2 separate regions of the Macaca mulatta genome follow, and region 1 is linked to region 2. The links are chromatin contacts, called in public Hi-C maps. All regions are on one chromosome and are shown on one strand. The core of a region is the stretch at or near the end of the contact, and the rest is flanking DNA. Distances in the headings are between cores, read along the strand shown.

Region 1 (5,863 bases), core at 1,531-4,030, 130 kb before region 2:
GGCTGATTGTGAACTCCCAAGCTCAAGCAATTTGCCCACTTCAGCCTCATAAAGCGGTGGAATTACATGCATAAGCCACTGCGCCTGGCAGGAATAAATTTTATGGAAAAATTCAAGCAAAGGTGAGGGATTGAAGAGTTCCAAGGGTGAAGTATTATTACTTTATATTACTTTGGAGCACAGGCTCCAAAGGGGGAACATAGTGTGCCTCATGTGCTGTGGAACAACACGGAATGTAATTAGGCAAAGGGAAGAGTCCATAGTGAGATCCTCTGGGGTCCTGTAAAGAGTTTTACTGAGTGAAATGGAAAAAACTTGAGAAATGTTTCGGGCAGAACCACATTGATTACTACCTGGAGGGTGTTGGCAAGGAGACTATTTAGGTGGGTATCACAATGTAACACAGTGATTTACATGGGAGTGGTAGTCTGGATTTATTTGGCAGGTAGAAATGGTAAAATTTGCTTATGGAGTGAGGTATAAGATGGAAGTCAAGGGTAATCCCAAGGTTTTTCACCTGAGTAATTAAAGAGTGGAATTTGCCATTTACTAAAATGAGAAAGATGGCAGTTAATTAGAAAAGAGAGAAAATATTATACACTTAGTTGTAGATGTGAATTTTGAGATGTTCATTGACTTACAAGTGCAGGTGTTTTTTCTTAAAGTCTGTTTTCTTGGGAGAGGTCTTAGCCAGAGATGAACATTTGTGAATCATCATTATAGGTGATACTTAAAGACATCAGAGTGAAGAGGTTTATGGACTGACCCAGCAACACCAATACAGTCCTGGATCGTCAGCTATGAACCACATATACAATGGTGATCTGGTAGCAGAGCTGAAAAATTCCTATTGCCTAACAATGTCGTAGCTGTCACAACATTCAAGCACAAGACATTACCTTTTCTATGTTTACATACACAAATACTTAGCATTGTGTTACAATTGCCTACAGTATTCAGTACAGTAACATGCTGCAGGTTGGTAGCCTAGAAGCAACAAATGTATTTTCATCATTATGCAAACACCATTTACTGTACTTACACAAATCTCGATGTATAGCCTACTACAGCCTGGGTGTACAGCCTACTATACACTTGTAGCCTAGGTGTATAGTAGCCCATACATCATCTACGTTTGTGTAAGTACACTAGAAGATATTTGCAAAATGCTGAAATTGCCTAACAAGGTATTTCTCAGAAGGGTCACCATCGATGCATGATTGTATTTAGTTATGATAGTGAGGAACAGATACCAGCAAAGGATCTGGAAAAGGAGAAACCACGAACTAAGACAAGAACTAGGAAGAGTGGTTTCTCAGAACCCAAATACAGCTTTTCAAAGCTCAAGAAGTAACAAACTAGACCAACGCTGCTTCATTGAACAAAGAATGAAACTGTGGATCAGCCATTGTATTTGGCTGCATGGCTATTGCTGACTTGCATAGAAGCTGTTTTGGTGGAGCGGTAGGATGGACAAAAGCGTGAGTACCATATTCGAGAGAGAATGCAAGGTTCTCTCCCAAGAACTCTCAACAAGTTCCGCTGAAGAAAGATTAGCTGAGGTGGAGGAGATTGGAGAGGGGAAGAGAAAACAAGTAATTAAGGAACTTTGGAGGAACTTAGTGGACAGTATTATGGGCAGTACTAAGGAACCATTTAAAGACAAGTCCACATAGCTGTGTGCTTTTCTCCAGTCTTGTCCAACTGATGCATAACAGTAGAATGCTGGAAGCAGGAATTAGTTTTAAGGTAAGATGGTATTGAGTAGAGGACAATAAAATACCTCTACTACAGAGCACAGCAATGTTTGGCCTGGTGGCTCACAGAAGCTGAGGCTCTTGAACGTCTGGGCACAGCATGAAGGCATCAAGCTTGAGAGATTGCAGGCCTTAACAAACTAGAAGTGCTAGGAGGAAGGATGGTTCTAAACAAACCAGGTCTTTTCTCACAGAGCAAGCACAGCAGTAGAGATTTTATTTTATTTTATTTTTTAGACAGAGTCTCGCTCTGTTGCTCAGGCAGCAATGGCACGATCTCGGCTCACTGCAACCTCCGTCTCCCGGGTTCAAGCAATTGCCTCAGTCTCCCAAGTAGCTGGGATTACAGGCATGTGCCACCAGGCCCGGCTAACTTTTTGTATTTTTAGTAGAGACCAGGTTTCACCATGTTAGCCAGCCTGGACTCGAACTCCTGACCTCAGATGATCCAACCGCCTCAGCTTCCCAAAGTGCTGGGAATTACAGGCGTGGGCCACCGCGCCCGGCCCAGTAGAGATTTTTTTTAAAGACTGTGGTAGGTCGATAAAGGAGCCATTTGTCGCCTGGGCGCTTCGAGGTCTAGAGAATGAACCCAGTTGGGGTACGGCCCTTTCCAAATCCAGAAATATCTATTAATAGAAGGGCTCCCTCCGGGACCCAGGGGGATGGACTACGGTTTTAACGCCGGAACTTACAACCTGAAGTTCTGCTGCTTGTGACTGCCTGCCGGAGAGACTGGCATGGTGGCGACCAGCTGGGGAGTGGTCCACCACCCCTTTTCTGGCCGCCTCTGAAGTCCCTGTACCTCCAAGCCCCTGCGTTGGCGGTTCGGGCCGAGGATCCGGAATGTTTGCCGGGCGTCATGGCGACGGTGGAGCTCTGGCTCAACAAGCGGCCGCGCGGTTGGCTGGCGGCACGAGGCCGAGGAGGAGGGCGGAGGCGGAGGGGAGGGCAGAGGGTTGGTGGAGCAGGAGGAAGCTCCGGACGACGACTAGAAGAAGGAGGCGGGCGGCCCGGGCCTCAGGCCCCTCCCAGGCTCTGAGTCTCCCGGCTGCAGGCGGATGGATGGGGCTTCTTCAGGCGGTGGCGGCAGCAGCGAAGGTGGCGGCGGCAGCAGCGGCAGCGGCTGTAAGTGCAGCCTCCACAAGCCATCTTTCCCCTTCTGTTCCAGTTTGGGATGAGGGGCTCCTGAGGTGTCCTCAGTCCCCTTTCTCTCCTTCCCCTCCCCCACAGCAGTGTACCGCCCGGAAGACCCTTAACTTCCGGGGAGGGGCTGCCTCAGAACGCGCCTGGCTTGCTCGCCGTCGGCGGCCGAAGGCGCATGCGCAGCTCCCTCCCCGCCACCGCCCACTACCTCCCAGCGCCGCCCTTTTGCCTTCGCGGTGGCGGCGGCGCGCTGGGAATCCGCTGCGGAGTGAGTTCGCCTCGCCCCGTTCGCTTCGGTCCCTGATCCCAGTCGGGGTGGGGCTAAGCTGACCACCCGCTGTGGCTCCGCCTCTTTCTCCTGTATTTCCCTCACTTGTGTCCCAGTCCCAGGAGGCTCCCGCTTGCACTGCAGCCTTTATGGTGAGCAGCGCCCTGGGCCAACCTGCCCTTTTCGAATGGAGTCAGGGAGGGAGGAGAGACTCGAATAGGGTATTACTGTGAGGAAATGAGGTCCTCCTAGCGCGTGGGAGGATCCCTTGGGACAGATGCTTGCCGCTCTTTAGTCTTGTTGTTTCAGCTTGTAGTGGTTAGGTCCCTGGCCTGGAGCCTGTGTGGTCCCTGCATGCTGTGTGACCTTGAGCGAGTCACTATCCCTCTCTGGGCTTCAGTTTTCCCTATTTAAAGCTTCCTCCAACGCTAGAATTCTGTATTTCTGCAGAAGAACTTACGTAATTACAAGATTGACTTGGCTATTGAGGCCGCTTCACCGAGATGACCCGGAGTTGACTGAATCTTCTTCACTCATGGGTGGAATGAGGCGACCTATTTATTGGGTCGCTTTTATTCCTTTACCATTGGTTGCAAATTGCATGACTTAAGGCTCATTAAATGTTTTTCTAAAATTGTCATGGGATCCTTGTCCTAATTCCCGACCATCTTTTTAAACATGTGAAACGGTAGATGGTGAGCTTGTATCTCGTTTCTGTCTCCTTGCTACTGAGGCTCTCTTTCCTTTGATCCAGATGGTGTGGTCGCTCGATTCTCCCAGTGCCTGGCTGAGTTTCGGACGTGGTTAAGAACCAACTGGTTGAGGTTCAATGCAGACAAGACGGATGTGATGCTGGTAGGCAGGGGTACGCTTGGAGATTAAGGGAGGGAAAAGCCAAACTCCCTCAAGTAATGTGAGATTATATTACTCTTCTTATATGTTCCAGTGTTTGAGAATTGATGGGCCAAAAATTTCCAGAATTTGGGTGAGATAAAAATAACATGTCATCAATGTAAGAACCATAAACATACAGTTTGTAATATACTGATAAAATGGGGCCACTGGATAGAACTGTGTAAAACTTATGAAAAGAAAATCCAAAACTGTTATTTGAAGAACCAAAAGCCTACATAAGTGTTTTAGAGTGGCATTAATAATAAAAAATGAGACTAATGAAAAGATGATGCTGATTGTCACTATAGATGTGGGGCTTCTAAATGTAATAGGCTAAGTTTTTTAGATTTAGGAATTTTCAACCAAATTAGTAATTATCCATACAATTTTACCACCACATCATAAAGGCATAGTGTAGGCTGTTGCTTTTAAATAAAAATTTCAGGAAATAGTTTATAAACTAATCTCAAAAGAGACTCATGGACCCTGAAAATTGTTAGATACAGAATTTTTTAGTTTTGGATGTGTTGTATTAATCTATTTCAATCAGCTAACCCCAGAGGCTAAACTGTTATAAATACAGTATTTTCTTGGTGCATTTTGAGAGGTACCTTTTTGGATTGCATAACAGGTTTATATATGATATATATATATGTTACTTGTATTTGAATCAGGTGTTGGTACTGAATAAAAGGTTATATTTCTTAGGTATATGTAAATTGCTGAAGAAGTTTGTTCATTGGTTCGTTTAAGGTACTGGTTGAAGTAAGATTGTGATACTAAATGCTTTTGTTAAAAGCATAATAATAACTGAGGGGTTTGTGTGTGCGTGCGCCTTATAGCCTCTATAGAATTGTTTAATAATTTTGAATAGAAGATTCAGTAAATTGCTTACAAATGATTTATCAATATAATAGGAGTTTTGAGTAGCTTAATGTCATAAAAATTAATGTTAGTTTGCCCGAAAATAAGGCAGCTTTTAGGTGGGCAATAGGAGCTGAAGAGGCATTTATTCAGGCTTTCTATAGTGGTTTTTTGTTTTGGGACATTAATCACAAACCTCACATAAAATTGGAATTCACCACACTTTTTTAGTTTAAAGATTTTATACACAATTTCAACAGAACTACTGTTTTGGATATCACATTAATAAATAACAAGGTGTAATTAAGCAGACACAATTAATGGTGCATTTTCTCATGCCTTTAGCTCTGTCATGTCCTATTTTCAACTCTTCTAGTATGAATAGGCTTTAAAAATATTTTTTTTGTTAACCCAAGTATAAATATTAACTGTTTGCATTTGGATACAAAGAAGATATCTGTTGAATTAATCCAAAGTGCTGAAGAACTAAGGGTAATGGATGGAAACAACAAGGAGGTAGATTCTGGCATAATAAAAGAATGTTTTAAACATTTGAACTTTTTTTGAAAAGAGGAGCCTTTTTATGAGATATAGTGAGTCACTGGAGGTGTTTAAACATAGGCAAAAAGCCTGGTAGTAGAAGCATGATGAGAGATTACTATTTTGACAGAGTAGAGACTTGACTAAAAGATCTCTAAGGTCCCATCCAACACTAAAATTCTGTGACTAGTGAATAGTTAATTTTTATATATTTAATACTGAAGAGGGTAAGTAAGCATTTTGAGAAAGACTTTTCATTCCCTAAGGTGGCTCCTGAAAATTTTACAGTTAAGTGTATCACTAAAATAAAATAATAGTGGAAGTATACTGAATTCAGTGGTAATGTGTTACCTATGAATTGCAGTATTAGAGCTGTTTCTTTTTTATAATATCT
Region 2 (6,189 bases), core at 2,229-4,728:
TTTGTCTTCATCTAAATTCCCAGAGCATTTTGCTTGTACTAATCAAACATATAGCCTCTTGCAATATAGTTATTTCTGAATATATCTTATCTCACTCCAAAGTGAATTATACTTAGCTGGCAATCAAAGATAGGTGTGAATGAATGGTTGGATGAGATGGATGAAAAAAAGCACACTCTATACAAGCAGCACTTTGCAGAAGGCCTGCATTTCTTTCCCAGTGGGTAATGAAATGGAAAAGAATGTCCCACCCATGATAAATGTGACTTCCTTGGCACCCTCTTCAGAGATATCATCCTGGTCATTCTGTCAGGTTTCTTAGGTTTTAAAGGAAGAAATGAAAAACACCTTGTCCCTGATCCTCAGAAATCTGTCCATTCTATTTTATAATGCCAGGGTTTTAGCTTGTGTGGTAGTGGTGAAGCCACTGGTTTCTGTTCAATGGTTTCTCTATTTGTGTTGTTTTAATACCACACACACCCGATATGTACACTACAATAAGAGCAGAAGCCAGAAACTGGGAGGTTAGAGGGAAAAATAGTGTTACCACGGAGAGGAGAGCTATTGCTTCTTTCTGAAAGTAAGTATGTTGCCTCTACAGTTATATGCCATGGGTAAGATATTAATAATATTTTTATCAGGGTTCTATCTGATGTTACTTTACTTCACGTTAGAAGAAAGACTGCAAAAGTTCTTGTGCCTACCCTCTAATACTGCTGTGTGGAAGTTGCCTAAAATATTTAAGAGCTATATTAAAGAACTGAAATCCCGGAAGCCTAGTATATTATCTTCACTATTGTGGCTCTAGAAAAATAATAAAAATCTCCTATCACAGCATTGTATAACATTTTAAGACTTCTGACATCAAAATGAGGGGTAAAAAAACAAAAACAAAAAACTCCTTTTCTCTCCAAAGAAAACAGCATCAACTAAAACCTTTGGCACCACCTTCATTATTTAGTAGTAATAGAAGCTTTCTGGTCCTTTCATTTTTTTTCCAGAATCAATAACAATGTGTTAAATATTTGACATTCAAGTACAATTTTAAGAATACATTATATTAACCTCACTAGTAAAATAAAGTTATCCATACTTCAGTTTCTTTGTGCTGAACAGTCCCGTGATTTGGTTCCCAAAATATAGTAGAGGTAGTGGAAACGTCTAGAAAATTTAAAAAGGGATAACAAAACTCAATAATAAAGATAGCTAAAACAAGGTCCTTTCAAACAGAAACAATTTTATTTGATCAAAATTTTTTCCACTTAAAACATAAGATTAGTTCTCATATACAATTTTGACCCCCAAACACCCAAACAACACTTCTCCTTGGATAAACAACATTACTATGGCGGAAAGAAAGGGAGGAAGGCAGGGAGAAAAGACAGAAATATGAATATGATCAATGTGAGACAGAAACATTATTTGCTGTAAAATATGATCATGTATTAGAGCCCATGGCTCTAAAGTCAGCAGAAAAAGTAAAGGCAATTCATCGTCATTTGGAGTCAAGCAGAGGCAGACAGAAGAATATAAAATAAACCCAAAGAATAATGAATGCAGGATACCTGGGCTAGATTAGATGGATACAGAAACTACAAAAAACTGTTGTACTCTCAACAAGTGTGCATTAATTAAAAACAAAAGAATATTCCTAGGTTATTTTTTCTCTTAAGTTTAAAGAGATTGTAGGCCTACTACATTTATTCTTTACATTCATTATAACTACTCTAGACTGGGCATTTTTGAGGCTGCAGTTTTTAAAATACGCAAGGCACTGATAAAATATATTAATACATAGCGACTTCATTTCACAAAATAAAGTATTGCTTTTCTTCTTTTACCTTTCGAGGTACATTTCTGTCAAGGTCAGGAAACTTGACTACTCTGAGCGCCTTTCCCACCCAGAGAACTGCCACTGTGGCCACCATCTGTAAACAGAGAACACAGATTCACTGTTCTACACATAAAGACACACAGAAGTTCTAACAACATAAACCACGTAATGGTGAGGATTCTAACTAACCTGGCCAAGTCCAACACATAGTGAGGAGGGAAATCTACAAAAAAGGGCAAAGGAAAAACAAGGTCAGAACAAACCTGACTTAGCTCCGTGAATTCAATTTGCACATCGGCAACGTTAATGTGGCATTCCGATACAAGCCACACCAACGTCCGCCCCTAAATCAAACAAAAATCTTGGGAGAAAACTCCCTGCCTGTGGGTTGTCAGGCCACCCCGCTGATGTAGCCTCGGGCGGCCGCTTGTCTCATCTTGTCCGAGTCTACCATTTCAGCCCGCTGCCTGCAAAGGATTTCTCAAGGCAGTGAAGATATAGATCTCTCCAACGGTTTCACATACCTTTAAAAAAAAAAAAAAACCAACTTCTGCCTCGGGGTCCCAGTGTTAGCAAAGGAATAACTGTCCGCCAGGGTGAGGATGCGCACGTCCCCAGAGGCTGTCAGAGGGAGCAGGGGACACTGAAGCCCCGGCTCCCTGTCCAGGCTGCTGAGGAGGGAGGCTTCCCTCGCTCTCCTCCCTGATCGACAGACATAAGGGCTCAAAAGTCACCAAAAGAGTCACTTTGCTCCATCTCTCTGAAGGGCAGGGTTTTCGGGGCGGTGCACCGAGGGCATGGCAGGCGAGCCCCAAACGTGCCGGGCCGGCCAGAGCTCCGCGCAGAGAGCGGACCCCTGCCCCAGGCCCGCGCGCCGAGCCGCTCCGCCGCCTGGGCCGCGCGCGTCAGCCGCCCGCCCTCCCCAGCTCCCGCCCAACTTTGTTCGGCTTTAACTTTGGCAGTCAAAGTCCAGGGAGTCGGCGCCCCGCCGCCGCCGCCGCCGCCGCCGCCCGCTCCTCCTCCGCGGCCTCCGCCGCCGCCGCCTCGGCCCTACCTGTAATTGGTGAGCACGCTCTTATTCACCACCACGATCAAGAAGGAGCTCACGCCGTAAAAGCCGGCGGCCAGCAGCTTCAGAAACACGGTCAGCGTTTCGGCCGACGCCATCCCCAGCTCCTCCTCATCTCGGAGTGTGGAGGATTTCGCGGGGGCTTCTCCTTTAACCCGAGCATGCTGACGTCTATGAACTTCCGCCATGGCTGCCGCAGCGGCGTGGGCCTGGCTGCTGGGCCTAGCGGCGCGGGGGCTTGCAGCTGCGGTTCCCAGGTGACCCGAGGAGTCGGAGACCGCAGACTAGGCCAGCTGCACGCTCGCCGCCTCGACTCCCCGCTTGGCTGCCGCCGGTCCCCGCCCAGGGGCAGGGACGCCGGGGTTCACACCCCTGGAGACTTTGCTCGGGCATTGTGCAACGCGGGGTCAGAGGGTAGGGCCGCGCCGGGCTTAGCCTGGGCAGGGGTTAGAGAGGGCCTGGAGAAGGGGCAGCGGCGACCCCCCTGCCCGAGGCGGACAAAGAGAACCCGGGGGAACTACATCGGGACACCAGAGCGCCGGGCGGCAAACCACAGACGCTGGGTGACAGTCGCTCTGCGCCTGCGCAAGAGCACGCGCCGGGTCTCCCCGCGGGATGAGTACCTGGGGCGGGGGGAGTCTGGTGGCCGAGGAGCTGGAAGGCCGTATTCTTCGGATAACCGCCGCAACATAAGTGCAGACCTTCCTCCCCTCTGTTACAGGTGGCCGGCCGAGTAGTTACAGTACATTGTGTCTAGACTAATTTTGAATGCTCTTTTAGTCTCTCTTGCAGGGGGCCAAAACCCTTCAAAAGTATCAGATGTGGATCAATAGTAAACACTCAACGAAAATTTCATTCTGCAGTGCCTCTGGCTTCATACATTTTCTGAACCCAGAAAACACCAAACAATACTTTCTTTTCAGATCGGGAAGTTTTGTTTGTTTGTTGTTTTAAGAAAAATGTTGACATATCCCAAAAAGTAGCAAGATAAGCAGCTTGGGGATTGGTGAAAGCACAAGGTGTTTGGAGCCTAAAAGACTTGATTTCCAATTGTAGGAGTCCTAGAAATGACGACCCCCAAACACACACTCCTTATTGTGTGTCTTGGACCAATTAGATGACCTCCTTGAACCTGATCTCTGTGGATGTATTGCTAGCAAAGAGCTAGTTTTCGGTAAATGGTAGTCATTATTGTATAACAGAAGCAAATCATTATGATCAGTTTAAGCAAAGAAATTACATATTGAACTTTAATAGATTAAGAAAGAAGAACTTTGAATTATTTTTCTAAATGCTTGGTCTGTATCTTTTTAAATTTCTTCTTTTTTTTATTTTTTTTTATTTTTACAGTTTGGTAAACCAGGTATAGTGGTTCACACCTGTAATACCAGCACTTTGGGAGGTCAAAGCAGGTGGAATGCCTGAGCCCAGGAGTTTGAGACCTTCCTGGGCAACATAGTGAGACCCTGTCTCTACAAGAAAATAAAAAAATTAGCCAGATGTGGTGGTGCACCCCTGTGGTCGCAGCTACTCAGGAGGCTGAGGTGGGAGGATGGCTTGAGCCCAGGAAGTCGAGGCTGCAGTGAGCTATGATCATGCTACTGCACTCCAACCTGGGCAACAGCACAAGACCATCTTAAAGAAATCAATAAATAAATTGTGGCAAAATATACATGATATAACATTAATCATTTTAACCCTTTTCGAGTATACAATTGAATGGCATTAACTGCATTCACATCGTTTTACAACCATCATCACTAATCCATCTTTAGAACTTTTTCACCATCCCAAAGTGAAACTCTTTCCCCTTTAAACAATCACTCCCTGTTTCCCTACTTCCTTCCCTCTCTGCTATTAATGAGTGTTCTACTTTCTGTCTCTGTGAATTTGACTACTCTAGGTACCTCATATGAGTGGACTCATGTATTTGTCCTTTTGTGATGAACTTACTTCATTAACATAGCTTCTTCAACGTTCAGCCACAATGTAGCATATGTTAGAATGTCCTCCCTTTTTAAGGCTGAATAATATTCAATTATATGTGTATAATTGGTTTATATCTTTTGAGTTACTTGAGAACACCTATGTTCTTCAAATGTTTCTTAAAAAACTGGCACACAGGATGAGGTTCTTAACGTAGCCTAAGGTGCTAGATAATGTGGTTCCTACCCACATCTCCAGAGGCACTATTCACATTTCCCTCCCTTAAGGTGCAGATAAATCAGCAACGTGGGTTCAGGCTTCTGTGTCTTTACTCTCATTATTCCCTCCATCTGGACTGCTTTTTCTCTTCCTCCTCTCACCCGGCTCCTGAAAAAGTCTTACATTTCCTTCCGTATTTTGGCAGAACATTACCTCTTCTCTGGGCAGCCTTCCTTCACACTGCCCCCCCGCTTCCCTCTACATAATTGATCTCTCTCCTTTGCACTTCTCCTACCGCATCTTTATATACCCCCTTTATAGAATATCCATCTGCTCCTGCTGCTATAACAAAATACCTGAGACTGGATAACATATAAAAAATAGAAATTTGTTTTCTCACACTTCTGCAGACAGAAGTCCAAGATCAAGGTGCCACCTTAACCACTGCATCCTCTGAAGGGGAAGAACACCATGTCCTCACATGGCAGAAGGGACAGAAGATCAGAAAGGGACAAACACTGTGTGAAGCCTCTTACATAAGGCATGAATCCTACTCACAAAAGCAGAGCCCTCATGACTTAGTCACTTCCTAAAGGCCCTGCCTCTTAATAATATCACATTGGTGATTAAGTTTCGACATATGAATTTTGGAGGACACATACAGACCATAGCAAAGGGGCTTTGCATTACTTGTTTACATATCACTCTCTTCCACTAGACAGTTGCTTCTTGAGGACAGAGGCAGGCAAGGATGCCTAACACAGTTTAGATATTTTAGTCGATTGAATCAGTGGAAACAAGGAAAATGATTAAATCTCTTCCTCGACTGTTAACTTCAAAAGGAAAAATAACTAAAACAGTATTTTAAGAAACATCCTTGTAGAAAAAATTATTATTTTAGAAGTAACAATGCCCCTCATAATAAAAAGCAAATATATACATATATACACATTTTTACACATTTTAAAAAACCTATCTGGAATAGAACCAGAAAAGAACACTAATTGTCAAGCCACACACTGCCACTGACACTTAGTTTTGTGACCTTGGGCAAATTACTAGACATCACTGTGCTTCAATTTCCGCACCTGTAAAATGAGGATGACAATAGTACCCACCTCATAGAGTTACGATGAGAATT

The links. Hi-C and Micro-C count contacts between places; a contact is called where the count stands out from the background.
Region 1: a Hi-C map of fetal cortex germinal zone shows a contact between it and region 2, with 2.2 times the contacts expected there. The contact joins the promoter of MIER1 here to the promoter of SLC35D1 in region 2. A contact is called at or near these places in 2 of 14 Hi-C or Micro-C datasets (cortical neurons and fetal cortex germinal zone).

The regions. Positions count from the first base shown.
Region 1 is chr1:173,690,124-173,695,986 of T2T-MMU8v2.0, reverse strand. MIER1 (MIER1 transcriptional regulator) reads left to right here and starts at 2,780. Exons shown (of 15, transcript XM_077954509.1): 1 at 2,780-2,885; 2 at 3,926-4,026. DNAI4 (dynein axonemal intermediate chain 4) reads right to left here and starts at 2,643. Exons shown (of 18, transcript XM_015141821.3): 1 at 2,540-2,643; 2 at 2,453-2,537. The coding sequence starts at 2,621.
Region 2 is chr1:173,558,080-173,564,268 of T2T-MMU8v2.0, reverse strand. SLC35D1 (solute carrier family 35 member D1) reads right to left here and starts at 3,478. Exons shown (of 12, transcript NM_001258070.1): 1 at 2,889-3,478; 2 at 2,024-2,057; 3 at 1,842-1,928; 4 at 1,094-1,161. The coding sequence starts at 3,091.